3 separate regions of the Sus scrofa genome follow, and all the other regions are linked to region 1. A link is a contact called in public Hi-C and promoter capture Hi-C data. All regions are on one chromosome and are shown on one strand. Each heading gives the region's core, a stretch centred on a gene start, on an enhancer-like site or on the middle of the called end of the contact. The rest is flanking DNA. Distances are from core to core; before and after follow the strand shown. Region 1 holds the start of GHDC (GH3 domain containing). Region 2 holds the start of MLX (max-like protein X). Region 3 holds the start of HAP1 (huntingtin-associated protein 1).

Region 1 (4,551 bases), core at 2,009-4,508:
TCAGTGGGTGGAGGATCTGGCGTTGCCATGAGCTGTGGTGTAGGTCGCAAACGCAGCTCGGATCTGATGTTGCTGTGGCTGTGGTGTAGGCCGGCGGCTATAGCTCCGATTCGACCCCAAGCCTGGGAACCTCCATATACCGCGGGAGCAGCCCAAGAAATGGCAAAAAGACAAAAAAATAATAATAATAATAAATTAAAAGCAAAAAAAAAGGCAGGCGGCTACAGCTCCGATTGGACCCCTGGTCTGGGAACCTCCATGTGCCGCAGGAGCGGCCCTAGAAAAGACAAAAAAACAAAACAAAACAAAAAAACAACTCAGAAAATGGCAACTATTGTAGGGGATGTGAAAAAAAAATGGAAGCCTTGTGCATCACAGGTAGGCATGTAAAATAGTGTAGCTGCTGTGAAAACAGTATGGTGGTTCCTCAAAAAATCAAATATAGAATTACCATATAATCCAGCACTTCCCCTTCTGGGAATATACTCAGAGGAACTGAAAGCAGGGGCTCAAACATTTGTACACCTGTGCTCATAGCAGCACTATTTGCAACAGCCAAAATGTGAAAACACAAATGCCCGTCAATGAATGAATGGACAAACAAAAAAATACACACAGCAGAACATTATTCAGCCTTTAAAAGGAAGGGAGGGAGTTCCTGTCATGGCTCAGTGGAAACGAACCTGACCAGCATCCATGGGGACACAGGTTCGACCCCTGGCCTTGCTCAGTGGGTTAAGGATCCGGTATTGCCGTGAGCTGTGGTGTAGGCCGACAGCTGCAGCTCCCATTTGACCCCTAGTCTGGGAACCTCCACATGTCACAGGTGTGACCCTAAAAAGACCAAAAAAAAAAAAAAAAAAAAAAGGAAGGGAATTTTGACACATGCTACAATATGGATGAATCGTGAAGACATTGTGTTAAGGGAAATAGAAAGTATTGTATGATTCCCCTTATATTAGGCACCTACAATCATTAAATTCATAAAGACAGAAAATAGGATAGTGGATACCAGAGGCTGGGGGAAGCAGGAATGGGGAATTATTGTTTCATGAGCATAGTTTCAGTTTGGGAAGATGAAAAAGGGTTGGTGCTAGACAATGGTGATGTCTGTACAACAGTGTGAATGTACTTAATGCCACCGAAGTGGATGCATAAATATGGTTAAAATGGTAACTCATGTATGGAGTTATCCTTGTAACTGACCAGTATCCATCCCTGGCCTGTCAGTGGGTTAAGGATCCGGCATTGCCGTGAGTTGTGGCGTAGGTTGCAGATGTGGCTCAGATGTGGCGGCTATGGCTCTGATTCTACCCCTTAGCTTGGGTACCTCCATATGCTATGGATGTGGCCCTAAAAAGGCAAAAAAAAAAAAAAAAAAAAAAACCTCTGTGTTCTCTGATTCCATTTACATGAAATGTCCAGAATAGGCAAATCTATAAAAAGAGACTATAGATTTGAGGCTGCTTAGCACCAGGGGTGGAGAGGGATTGGGTTTGTTAGCTCAAAGGCCTGGGGTCATTTTGGGGGTGATGAAAATGTTACAAAATTGATGGTATTGAACATACCTATGAATACGCTAGAAACCATTGAATTGTACACTTTTTTTTTTTTTTTTTTTTTTTTTTTTTTTTTTTTGCTGCCCTGCGGCATATGGTATTCCCGGGCCAGGGATCAGATCCCAACCACGGTTGTGCAGCTGCGGCAAAGACAAATTCTTAACCTGATGTGCCAGGTCGGGCTTCAAACCTGCATCCCAGCGCTGCAGAGATGCCGCCAATCCTGTTGCACCACAGCGGGAACTCCTGAACTAGACCCTTTAAATGGGTGATTCGTATATGTAAATGTGTAAATTATATCTAATAAGGCTGTTATTTTTTTTAAAATCAAGTGCAAGGCCTAAATAAGAACTAAAAAGGAGTGAAAGCAAGGTGGGGTAGCCAGATAGAGCAGACCTGTGCAAAGGAGCTCAGCTGTGAAAATAAGAGAGTTTGCAAGACAGAGGGCTTTTAGCGTCTGAGAGCCTGGGTCAAGGGCACAGGAGGAGAGAGGACTTAACCGTGGGACTGCCTCCTGCCATAACGATAGGAGAAGTTTGTGTTTATTGTGATAAAACCAATAAGCTAACCCAGGTGGTGGCCCCAATTACCAGGTAAAGTTAGTTATTTTGAGAACACCTGTTAGCAGGTGGCGTCTGCCCGGCTCTGGCTTTAAAGGGGAGCGAGGTTTTTTTGGTCTTTGCAGTTTCAGCTGATTGCCTGCGACGCATCTCACTCCAATTTAATGCTTATTCAATAACGAAAGCATTTTCTTTCTCTACCACCTTTTTGGAGAGCAATTCTGGATTGGAGAAAATTCTGGGTTTTGTTTGTTTGTTAGTTTGTTCATTTGTTTTGGCTGCCCCACAGCATGTGGAATTCCTGGCCCAGGGATCAGATCCAAGCCACAGTTGTCGCATACACCCAATCTTTAACCCACTGTGTTGGGCCAGCGATCAAACTTGTGTCCCATTGTGCTACAGTAGGAATTCCAAAAATTCTGTTTCTTAACAGTTCTCAAATCTAATGAATAGTGAGACTTTTGTCAATGAAGCTTATGATGAACAGGAATTGTTAACCTCTTTACAAACTGACTAATCTGATTTAAAAAAAAAAAAAAAAGGAGCTGAGATACCTCAATAAAAGTCTGTTTATTAAAAAAAAAATTTGGAAAGTTCCCGTCATGGTTCAGCAGAAGTGAATCTGACTAGCATCCATGAGGACACAGATTCAAGCCCTGCCCTCGCTCAGTGGGTTAAGGATCCGGTGTTGCTGTGAGCTGTGGTGTAGGTTGCAGATGCGGCTTGGATCTGGCATTGCTGTGGCTATGGCTGTGGCCAGCAGCTGTAGCTCCAATTCGACCCCTAGCCTGGGAACCTCCATGTGCCACGAGTGCGGCCCTAAAAAGACCAAAAAAAAAAAAAAAAAAAAATGAAGCAAATTTGAACCTACTTCAGGATAGGGTGCACCCCACTCCCCACTCAAGCTGATTGGAGGCAGTCTTTTCACACTCAGCTTCCTCTTCCTTCACATGCTACTCTGGCCCTAACCTCCCTCCACCTGCCAGCTTGGGCCAGCTCCCAGCCCGGCAGTCCTTAGGTGACCTGCCCCTTTAAGAGCTCCCCCCCTTCCCAGCACCTCCCTCAGGCCCAGCAGCCGGATTTCCCGGTCCAGGCCCAGCCCTTTAAAGTCGTGGCCCCAGCTTTCTGGCCCGCTGTGCACTGAGGCTGTACGGAGCACTGCGGGGACCCTGGGTGCCTGGCGGAGGCACATTTGGGCTGTGACAGGTGCATGTGGGACATGGAATCACTGCTCGGGGCTCAGGGGGAGACACGATGCTGGGAGAGGGTAGGTCCTGGACAAAGCAGAGCCACTCGGGAATGGACCAGGCGTGTCATCGGTTAGGCAACCGCTGTGTGCCAGGCACCGTGCCATGCCTTCCCTGCACCTTCTGAAGGGTGTTATTACTCCCATCTTACAGACAGGGGAAGGGGACGGAGCTCAGAGCGGCGAGCTGAGATCCCCAGGGCCAGCCAGCTAACCAGGGGCAGAGCCAGGATCCCGATTCAGGTCAGTGTGGCCCCAGAGCCCTGATGTTCTCTCCTCTGCGTCTCACCTGCCTGACAGGGGTCCTGGCTTCTCGAACCTCCATTTTAACTGATTCCCCCCAGGGGGAGGGGCGGGGGAGGAAACGGATGGTCCCCGCCTCCTCCTCACAATCCCTCGATGCGGAGGCCTTCCTCCTCCTAGGGAGCGGCTTAGAGATGCTGCTGCTGCTGCTGTTCCTGCTGTTGCTGCTACTGCCTCCACTGGTGATGCTCTGGTGGTGGCACTCCCAGGATGCCAGGCTGTCCTGGCTTGTCTGCCTCCAGCACCGTGTAGCATGGAGGGTCCTGTGCTGGGCAGCTGCCTGGCAGCAGAAGAGGCTGGAGCAGAGCACGCTGCACGCAGGCCAGAGTCAGCAGCAGGCCCTGAGATGGTGTCTGCAGCGGGCCCAGGGTCCCTGCTGTCCCCTCAGGGGGAGCACAGGTGTGTTTCCCAAGGCGTGGGGAGGTGGCCCAAAGAGAAAGAAACCCCATAGGACAGTCAGATTCCAAAACCTGAAAACCTCCCTCCCCGCTTCTTCTGCCAACACAGAGGGGCCTGACCCAGAGATCTGACCCAGGCTAAGGAATGGTCAAGAGAATTTTCCCATCCTGGGTCCTGGTAGCCCCTCATCCCCCAGGCCTATTCCGGGTTCCTTCCTCAAGGATGTCACCCGTCTTGGCCTGAAACTCTTGGGAACTCTGTGGCTTCATAAAGATTTTGTGATGTCTTTGGGGCTACAGATATAAGCACCTTCCGGAATCATCTTCCACTGACCAAGGCCAGCCAGGTCCAGGAGGAAGAGGGTAGGGGGCAGGTCTTGCCCCCTACCTCAAACCAGTACTGTGGGGAGGCCTCTCTGCAGGTAAACTGGGAAGGCTGGAGCCCGACCCCACCAGAGACCCCCCTAATTGCAGCCAAACCCTCC
Region 2 (4,349 bases), core at 1,421-3,920, 320 kb before region 1:
CCCCGGGAAGGGACTCCCACGGAGCTTGGGGATACAATCCAAGTAGCAAGAGGCTGCTTCCAGGTCAGAAGTGGTGACCACCCTCTCCCACCTGCCCCCGCCTGCCCGTTAATCCCGGGGCATTTCCAGAGTATCTGCTACACCGTGGGGTAGAGTCCTGCCTCCAAGTGGCCACCTGCGAGAGTATTTTTTTTGGGGGGTCTTTTTGCCTTTTCTAGGGCCGCTCCCGCGGCACACAGAGGTTCCCAGGCTAAGGGTCGAATCGGAGCTGTAGCTGCCAGCCTACACCAGAGCCACAGCAACGTGGGATCCGAGCCGTGTCTTTGACCTACACCACAGCTCACAGCAACGCTGGATCCTTAACCCACTGAGCAAGGCCAGGGATCGTACCCGAAACCTCATGGTTCCTAGTTGGATTCGTTAACCACTGAGCCATGACGGGAACTCCGGGAGTGAGCATATTATCTGAGGCGGCTTCTGAACTGAGGTCGGCCTCAGAGTCCTTTCAGAGGCCCTGGTCCCCCCCCCACCTCCAGGGCACGCGCCCCTTACACTTTCATGATCTTTAGGGCCATGACGTCCTTGCGCAACGTGGACACCTCCTCCTCCTGCTTTTTCTTCTCTTTGTGCAAAAACTGGATGTAGTCAATGGCTGGGGAGGAGGTGGGACGAGGAGGTGGGTACAGAGGAAGCCGCAACCAGAAGGACAAGGCTGACTCTGTTTCCCCTCCCCCCAGACCCTGCTCCTCTCATTACAACCGCCCCCCCAAAGCCAGGCCGCTCACAGCCCCCTCGACCCCAAGGCCTCCTGTGCTCCCCAGTCATACTCTTCTGCAGAACGATGGCCTTGCTGAGCTTCTGGGAGCCAATGGAGAAGTCCTGCTGCTGGCAGGTGGGGACGATGGTCTGTAGGTCGTCATAGCCTCTCTGTGGGGAGAGCAGGGGAAACGGGGGTTCCTTCACTGAGGGGTTAAGGCAAATGGGCACAAAGCTTTTCTTCCTCGATGCCAAGTTCCACGTTCACGCACTCAAAGGGGAGGGGAGGAGAGAGAAGTTTGTGTCCAAGGCCCGGTCTAGGGGCCCGGAAGCCTGCCTGGGACTGCCTGTCGGGGTCCGGGCAGAGTGGATCTGAAGAGCACAGGCCTCCCCCATCACCTTGATGGCATCCCTCCTCTTCTGCTCGGCCTGAGTGTGCGCGCGCCGCCGCCGGTCCTTGTAGGACTCCTTGTAGGATTCCTGGTGGTAATCGCTGTCCTCGTCATCTACACTCAGAGTTGGGGGCAGGAAGAGGTCATTCTGGGGCCTAGTGGAGCTCAGTTAGCCCACTTTTTCCCAGCTGGGAAGAACCTGGTGCCCAGAGAAGGAAGAGGAATAGAAGAACCCGATATCCTAGATGAGGGGAAAGACGGTGAGACTCGGCCCCTACCGCTAGGGCTCCAGCGCCCCCATGTGGATGGCTGGAGCTGCCCTATCTAGGAAAGATACTCAAACGAGGCGCAGCTGGTTCTCCACGGTGGGGATGTTGCTGCCTACCTGTGTTGGGGACAGAAGAGGCACTGGTGGAACCGATGCTATTAGCTCTGGACACTACACTTCCCTTGCGAGTGCTTTCTACAAAAATCCCTGGAAAAAGAGAGGCCCCGATCACTAAGGAGTAGGGTGGAGAGGAGGGGCATTGCCAGGCCCTCAGACACCCGGTGGGCACAATGGCTTCCTAGGCTTTAAACGCTGACCTCTCCCCTTCAACCCCAAGGCCAGCCATACCGGGCCATCCACTTCCTGAAGTGCCCTGCTGCGATGCTCCCATTCCTAGTGTCTACACTGCTCCACAGGCCTGCAATGATACCTCCTGGCTCCCCAAGTGGCATCGGGGCGTGATGATGGTGAGTGACCAGCTGTCACTACTTCCATCACCTCCCTGCTCCAGGGCTGAGGGAACGAGGTGTCACCCTCGGATGCTTCCTGCCCCCGTCCTCCAGCTCCTCCCTCACTGCACAGACCCAGCTCAGGGACAGTGGACTGCGCTCAGGTGTGGCTGGTAAGGCCACGAGAATCTATAGGGCTGAAGGGGGAGTGTCCTCAGAGCCGAAGACGGGGGCGGGGGGGGGGAGGCACTCACCGGGGTCCAGGCTGTTGTCGCTGTAGGCATACTCCACCTGCGGCAGCAAGGGAGAAACCCGTCGGACTTCTGCCCCTGCGTCTGTGTACACGCCCGCACACACCTGGGGTGCGCGGGCAGCTGCAGGGTTCCCCCAGAGCCAAGAGCGGCTAGGCCGCGGGAGCACCACCCCTCGGCAGGACGCCGTCTGCTCACTCCACGCCCCCAGCCCTCCAGCCCCGTGCCCTCACACCCGCGCGCACACGCCTCAGGAGTCTTCCCACCTTGGCACACGCGGGGTGCGAGCTGTCTTCTCTGCAGCCCCGGGGCCCGGAGAGCGGGGGGAGCGCTAGGGACTGCAGGGAGTCCCCTCGTCTTCCGGACCCCCTACGTGCCCGAGCCCGCCCCGCCCTCCCCTCGCCGGCGTGCGCGCCCGCGGGGCTTGCCTTGACCCAGGGGTCCTCGGGAGAGGCGCCCGGCTCCGTCATCTCCGACCCACCGAACCGGAAACCTGCCCGCGGGGCGGGCCCCCGGCCGCGAGGAAGAGGCGAGGCGCACCGCGTGACTCTAGTCGGCCAACCCGCGGCCCGGAGGCGAGGGCCGGGCGGGGTCACCGCGCGTGCGCGGCCGGGAACCAACCCCTCCCCCCCGGGCTGCGCAGGGATGGGCCCCAGGCTGGCGCCGGGGTCCGACCCCGGCTCCTTGGGGCCGCGCTCCCTGCCCTCCCTCAGGCTAGCGTCCTAGCCGCCGCGACGTGAAGCACACTCGGTGATACGAGGTCCCTTAGACGTCTTGCCGTAGTGTCGCAGATAGTTGCGTGCGTGCGCACTGCCCGGCCCAGCCGGCAGTCCCCGACGGCCAGCGCTCTGGAGAGGGCCCTGCCTGGCTTGGTTTTTTTTGTTTTTCCTTTTTTTTTAGGGCCGCACCGGCGGCGTAAGGAGGTTCTCTGTGGAGGGGCCTAATAGGAGCTACAGCTGCCGGCCTACACCACAGCCACGCGGGATCTGGGCCGCATCTGCGACCTACACTACCAGTCACAGCAACGCATTGGCCAGGGATAGAACCCGAAACCTCATGGTTCCTAGTTGGATTCGTTTCAGCTGCTCCAGGAAAGGAACTCCCCGTGTGGCTTGTTGAAGGAAGCTTCTCCAACACCCAGTCTGGCTCTTTCAAAGAGCCTATTAGCCAGGTTATGCTACTTTGTAAGATCTGGAAACTGAGGTACCTAGAAAGTCCAGAACTCATCCGAAAGTACACAGCCAGTCAGAGAAAGTGCCAGAGCTGGCCTCAGACTGGCTGCTCTTAACCACCGTACTCCCGGTTCCAGCTCAGGCGTGGGGCTCAAGGGTCACAAAGCTACCCAGAGGCACTGGAGCAGGAAGCAGACACCTCACAGCACCTGGTAACATTCACCTTTAATTCTGTTACAAGTCCCAGTGTTGGCCTTGGCCCTGGCGTGCCATGGGTACCCAGACCTTTGGGCAAGCGTGGGAATGCAGTGCCGAGGACCAGCTCCCCCCATGAGCCGCACTCTCAGTGTTGGCCAAACACCAGCAAGCTGGTTAGGCTTCTTCAGTCGAGCAGGCCCATTTCTGCCCCACCCAGCTTAGCTGAGAGCCTTCTAGGCCCAAACTAGGGTGAGCTTCAAGGTCCTGACTCCTCCTCACTGCTGGATCTCCTCTAGTCACCCCTGGATCTCCTCTGACCCGTCAGTCATGGATCTGATGGAGCCTCAGAGATGCGCTTCTGCAGGAGGGCCCAGGCTTTCTCCACCTTTGGACAGGCCAGAATGTTCCAAAGAAAAGAGAACAGGATCAGAGAGGCATCCACCAGAGGCTCCTTCCCTACAACCCAGCCTTTCCTTGGGCACCAACCTGGCGCTGGGTGACATGTGGCTCCCACAAGGTGCTGAGCACCACGTGGCTCTGGTCCACAAGCTGCTGCCCACTCATCTGGCTCTGCAGCCGGCTTTGAGCCGCAGCCTCGCTCAGGCCATCCCTCTCCACGATGCGTCGTACAGCCTGGGCAGACGATGCATTTGTCAGTCCCTGGCTCAGAGCAGGATGCGGTCTACGATGGGGCTGGCACTGGGGTGGGGTCCAGATACCTCAGTCTCGGGGATGACAACAGTCCACACCTCGTGCACCATGTTCTGCCAGCCGGCTTCAAGCAGCACGGCAGCATCGATCACGCACACACGCTTTCCTGTGGGGAGAAAGCCAGCAGCACCCTGCCACTTGCTCCCAGTCAG
Region 3 (4,813 bases), core at 632-3,131, 360 kb after region 1:
GAGACACGGGGGTCTGAGCCCTGGTTTCTCCATCTGTAAAATGGAGACACCATCCCTCCACAGCCTCTTTTGCAGGGTTAGTGACCCTGCAATAGGGAGCCTGGTCGGGGGTGGCGAGGTGAGGTGGTGATCCATGGTCTGGCACTGCCCTCTAGTGGCTGTAGTAAGAGTTGCTGGGCACCAGTGCCTGGACCTAGAGGGTTCTGTCACCTGGCGAGCCTGCAGTCCCCTTCAGCTCTGTCTTCTCCATCCCATTTCCTTCTTCACTGCAAACTTCCCAGGGGCCTTGAGGCTGTTTTCTCAAAGGCAGGGATAATTCAATTCGGCAAATATCTATGCAGCAAAAATTGAACGGTCCCCTACTGATGTCCTGTCCTGTGCTAGGTGTTGGAGCTGCAGAGGTGAGGTGTCTCAGTAAGTTTGTCCAGGACGCTGGTGGCTGATGGGGGAGCCACTCGACAGGGCTTCAAGGCTAAAGCCTCATTATGTCTGGGCCATGCTGATGCCCTGTCACCTCCTGATGTTCTCCAACCTCACTATCCACAGGAAGCCTTGGGGTTGGGTTTTGTCTCCTTAAGACTTTTTGCTGGAGTTCCCATCGTGGCTCAGTGGGTTAAGGACACAATGTAGTCTCGGTGAGGATGTGGGTTCAATCCTTGGCCTCGCTCAGTGGGTTAAGGATCCAGTGTTGCTGCAAGCTTGGACATAGATTGCAGATGTGCCTCGGATCCAGTATTGCCATGGCTGTGGTTTAGCCCCAGCTGCAGCTCTGATTCCATCTCTCACATGGGAACTTCTATTGGCTGCAGGTGCACCCATAAAAAGAAAAAAAAAAAAGAATTTTCGCTGACAGAGAAAGACAAATACCATATGATATCACTTATATGTTGAATCTAAAATATGACACAAATGGACTTATTTACAAAACAGAAACAGACTCACAGACACAGAAAACAAACATCATTAACAAAGGGGAAAGTGTGGGGAAGATATAAATTAACAGATGCAAACTGCTAGATATAAAGTAGATAAACAGGAGTTCCCGTCGTGGCGAGGAACTGTGAGGTTGCGGGTTCAGTCCCTGGCCTTGCTCAGTGGGTTAAGGATCCAGCGTTGCCGTGAGCTGTGGTGTAGGTTGCAGACGCGGCTCGGATCCCGCGTTGCTGTGGCTCTGGCGTAGGCCGGTGGCTACAGCTCCGATTGGATCCCTAGCCTGGGAACCTCCATATGCCTTGGGAGCAGCCCAAGAAATGGCAAAAAGACAAAAAATAAAATAAAATAAAATAAAATAAAATAAAATAGATAAACCGCAAGGTCCTTCTGTATAGTACAGGAACCTATATCCAATACTTTGTATTAACCTATAAAAAAAAGAATATGAAAAATAATATATATGGGCAACTGGATCAGTTTTCTGTACACCAGAATTGAATACAATATTGTAAATCAACTATACTTCAACGAAAACTATTTTGCTGACAAATAAACCATAGAAAACATGCATGCTTTATGTAGTCTTAATGTTCACAGCAGTGTTATTTACATTAGCCAAGATATGGAAGCAAAGTGCCCATCAACAGATGAATGGATAAAGAAGATGTAAAAAATACATATATGGAGATCCCATCGTGGCTCAGTGGTTAACGAATCCGACTAGGAACCATGAGGTTGTGGGTTCGATCCCTGGCCTCGCTCAGTGGGTTAAGGATCCAGTGTTGCCGTGAGCTGTGGTGTAGGTTGCAGACATGGCTCAGATCTGGCGTTGCTGCGGAAAAAGACAAGGGTGACCTGGAATGGAGTATGAATGGGAGAGATGGGCTAGAGATGGATTTCTGGGGGTGGGGATGGCATGGGGGAATGGGAGAATCACAACAATCTAGAAGAGAGAATGAGACCTCCACAGCAGAAGGGCTGACAAGGAGGCAGACATTTAGAAATATTTAGGAGGTAAATCAAGCAGGATTTGGAGATTGACAGTATTCAAGAGGAGGAAAACTGGGACCCCAAGAATGATGCCAAGGCTTTAAAAGAATCAGTGCAGCAGCCATCTCTTTTTGGTTTTGTGGGTTCCTCTGGTCCAAAGGCACAGAAATGGCCCCTGGACCCCTCTGCTGCCCTACAGTTCATTCAGGACCTACTTACGGCGACCCTCATAGGTACCAGGACCTGTGCTGTGCTCTGAGGGACCTGCTTCCCGTGCTGAAGGGGAGTAGCTCTGATCGTGGAGGCAGACACGGTCTGACCACAGTTGCCATCGCGTAAAGGATGCTCTGGCGTGAAGGAGGGCGGGATCCGAGGAGTCTTTACGCGGAGACACCTAAGCGGGGTCTTCCGGAAGAACAGGAGTTTGCCCGCGTGGAAGGAGTCGGGCAGAGCGAATGAAAGCAGAGGTGAAGCATGAGGAAAGGCCATAAGACGAACCAAGAAATAAGAAAGAGGGCTGCCGAGCGAGCGGCTGGAGCGCTGGGGGTATGAAGTCCAGGATCCGTGTGTGACGCGCCAGTCTGGGCAGCGCGTGGAGACCGTCCTGGCGTTTGGATTTATCTCCCAGCCAACGAGGAAAGACACGATACAGCCCCAACTCACAGGTCAGATCCAGGGAAGGTAGCCGAAAAGCCTCGGGCTAGAGCGGAGGGAGGGGGTACCCCCACTTAGGGACCTCAGAGTCCCTGGACCCAAATCCCGGGGAAGCGGCCGCTTTGGGCAAAACCATTCTTAAGAGGTGGAGAGGGGAGAATAGCCTGCCTTGGGAGCCCAAGCCCGTGGAACCAGCTGAAACGTTTACTCGCTTCTTCTCTTCGCCTTTCTCTTACTTTTGCGCTCTCTTTCCGCCCCCATTGGCTCTCTCCCCCGAGCCTCCCCTCGTCTCGGGCACCACCAGTTGCTCCTAGGCCACCCCCCCACGCGTGGTACCGCCCGGCGGGCGCACAGCTAGGCACAGGTTATAAAGGCCGGGCTGCGACAGGCAGCCGACTGCGGACACAAGATGCGCCCGAAAGAGTTGGGGCAGGGATGCGCCGGGCACGGGCCGGGACCCGGGGATCCCGGAGCAGTCACCCCTGCTCCTCCGTCCGCAGCCAATCCCGCTCCACAGCCTTCCACCGAGCCTGAACCCGTCCCTGCGCAGGCACCCGAGGCTGGACAGGGAGCAGGATACGGATCCAGTTGCGTCTCAGGACCCCCGGAAGGCGCTCGCCGGGCCTCCGAGTCTGGATCCAAGGCAGGAGCCCAGCGCACGTCTGCATTCTCCGTCGACCAGGGGAATGCACAGTCCGTGCTCGACAACTCGGACGTGCCGTGGACTCGCTTTATATTCCGAGGACCTTTTGGTTCCCAAGCCAGTGGCTTGGGGACTGGAAAGGCGGCGGGCATCTGGAAGACGCCAGCTGCCTGCATCAGCCGGCGGCCTGAGGTGTCTGGCCCCGAGCGCACCGCCTTTATTCGAGAGTTAGAGGAAGGTAAACTAGGGTCCCCGGGTCCTCAGAGCGGGTGGGACAGCAGCAGGGAGGAGGGGGGCCTCTTCCGGTCCAGGCGCCCCATCCCCTCTGGTGCTCAGTCCCACCTCTCCAGCCACCCTGGAGATGTCACATTCTGCGGTGCCTCTCCGGTCGCCTCTTCCTCTTCTCCTCTCCCCTTCTCTCGTTCCCTGATTTCCTGTCTGTGGGTTGGGTCCCGGGACTCGAACGCTCCCCTCCCACCTCTTCGCGCCTGTTGCTGTGGTAGTTCTGCGCACTCTCAGTGGCCCCCTTCCCGGGCTACCGCAGTGCCAGGAGAGGGGCGGGGGGCTGCGGGAGGGCGCTGCCCGGTGCGCCCTGAGCCTGCGCTTGTCTGCCGCGCCAGCGAACGGGAGGTGGGTGGGCAGAGGGGGTATTTGCCAACCTCTTGGCTGCCGGGGTCAAGATCGCGCTTCCACCTCGACCAATCGTAGGGGTCGAGAGGTGGGCGGAGCCTCAGACAGATGCTGCCTCTCCTCTGCCCTCCCACCCTCTCTTGGGTCGCTGGAGATCTCTGGGTTGGGTCTAGAGGCTCAGGTGTCCCCCACTCCAGTGCTGGAGAAGTCTCCTCCTCACTACACGCAACAAGTGCGGATGGGTGACTGTGCCAGTTTTTGATGACCCATGAGGCTCCAGTGAGCTGGCTAGGGCTGCCTTCTGGGTTAGGGGTGATGAGTCAGTAGGCGCTGTACTTCCGCTAGCTGCCTCCATTCTCCTAGGTTCCAGGGACTGTAGAACTGTAATCTCCCTACCTCATCCAGCCTCTTCCACGAGAAAAAAAAAAAAAAAAAAAAAAGGCCCTGGAAGCAGGGAAGGGAGTATTGAGTACTGGGGGCGTGGAGAGGATATTGGGGGCAGAAAGGGGTCTTCTCCCTCATTGCTGATCTTTGCTGTTGAGGGCAGGAGACAGTACTGTGGGGTGGCGTATGCCCCCTGTTTTCTGACCCGTTTCTCTTGCAGCACTGTGTCCCGACCAGCCCCTGCCAGTCAAGAAGATCACCCAAGAAGATGTCAAAGTGATGATGAATTTGCTAGAGGAGGTGTGTGCTCCCTTCTCAACCCGGGACCAGGGCAGAGCCTTACCCAGGCTCCTGTTTTAATCCCATCTTGGCGGGTAGGGAGGAGTCTGTCTGCTTCCATACCTCCCTGAGGGCCAAGCTGGGGGTCCCACTTAGGCAAGACAGGGAGATGTGAGATGTCCAGGCTGGAAGAGCGCTTGGGACCATCTTTTCCCACGAGGGAAACTGAATCAGGTCCTACAGCGGGTTCATCGCAGGCTCTGGTCCAGTACCCTGGAGAACCAGGGGCCAGAGAGGGTT

The links. Promoter capture Hi-C pulls out the DNA fragments that hold promoters and counts their contacts. Hi-C and Micro-C count contacts between places; a contact is called where the count stands out from the background.
Region 2: a contact with region 1 is called in a promoter capture Hi-C map of fetal liver, with 3 times the contacts expected there. The contact joins the promoter of MLX here to the promoter of GHDC in region 1. A contact is called at or near these places in 1 of 5 promoter capture datasets (fetal liver) and 1 of 2 datasets of contacts at active chromatin or transcription factors (alveolar macrophages).
Region 3: a contact with region 1 is called in a Hi-C map of mesenteric adipose tissue, with 1.7 times the contacts expected there. The contact joins the promoter of HAP1 here to the promoter of GHDC in region 1. A contact is called at or near these places in 1 of 5 promoter capture datasets (liver) and 7 of 47 Hi-C or Micro-C datasets (embryonic fibroblasts, epiblast stem cells, fetal skeletal muscle and 4 more).

Annotation. Positions count from the first base shown.
Region 1 is chr12:20,577,770-20,582,320 of Sscrofa11.1, forward strand. GHDC (GH3 domain containing) reads left to right here and starts at 3,259. Exons shown (of 10, transcript NM_001246239.1): 1 at 3,259-3,386; 2 at 3,520-3,608; 3 at 3,789-4,067; 4 at 4,367-4,488. The coding sequence starts at 3,803.
Region 2 is chr12:20,254,873-20,259,221 of Sscrofa11.1, forward strand. It overlaps MLX (max-like protein X), which reads right to left and starts at 2,671. Exons shown (of 8, transcript XM_003131386.4): 1 at 2,545-2,671; 2 at 2,120-2,156; 3 at 1,534-1,623; 4 at 1,156-1,262; 5 at 828-927; 6 at 553-652. The coding sequence starts at 2,586. COASY (Coenzyme A synthase) reads right to left here. Exons shown (of 10, transcript NM_213789.1): 8 at 4,206-4,303; 9 at 3,973-4,119; 10 at 3,506-3,871. The coding sequence ends at 3,812.
Region 3 is chr12:20,936,582-20,941,394 of Sscrofa11.1, forward strand. HAP1 (huntingtin-associated protein 1) reads left to right here and starts at 1,882. Exons shown (of 11, transcript XM_021066999.1): 1 at 1,882-3,458; 2 at 4,455-4,534. The coding sequence starts at 2,987.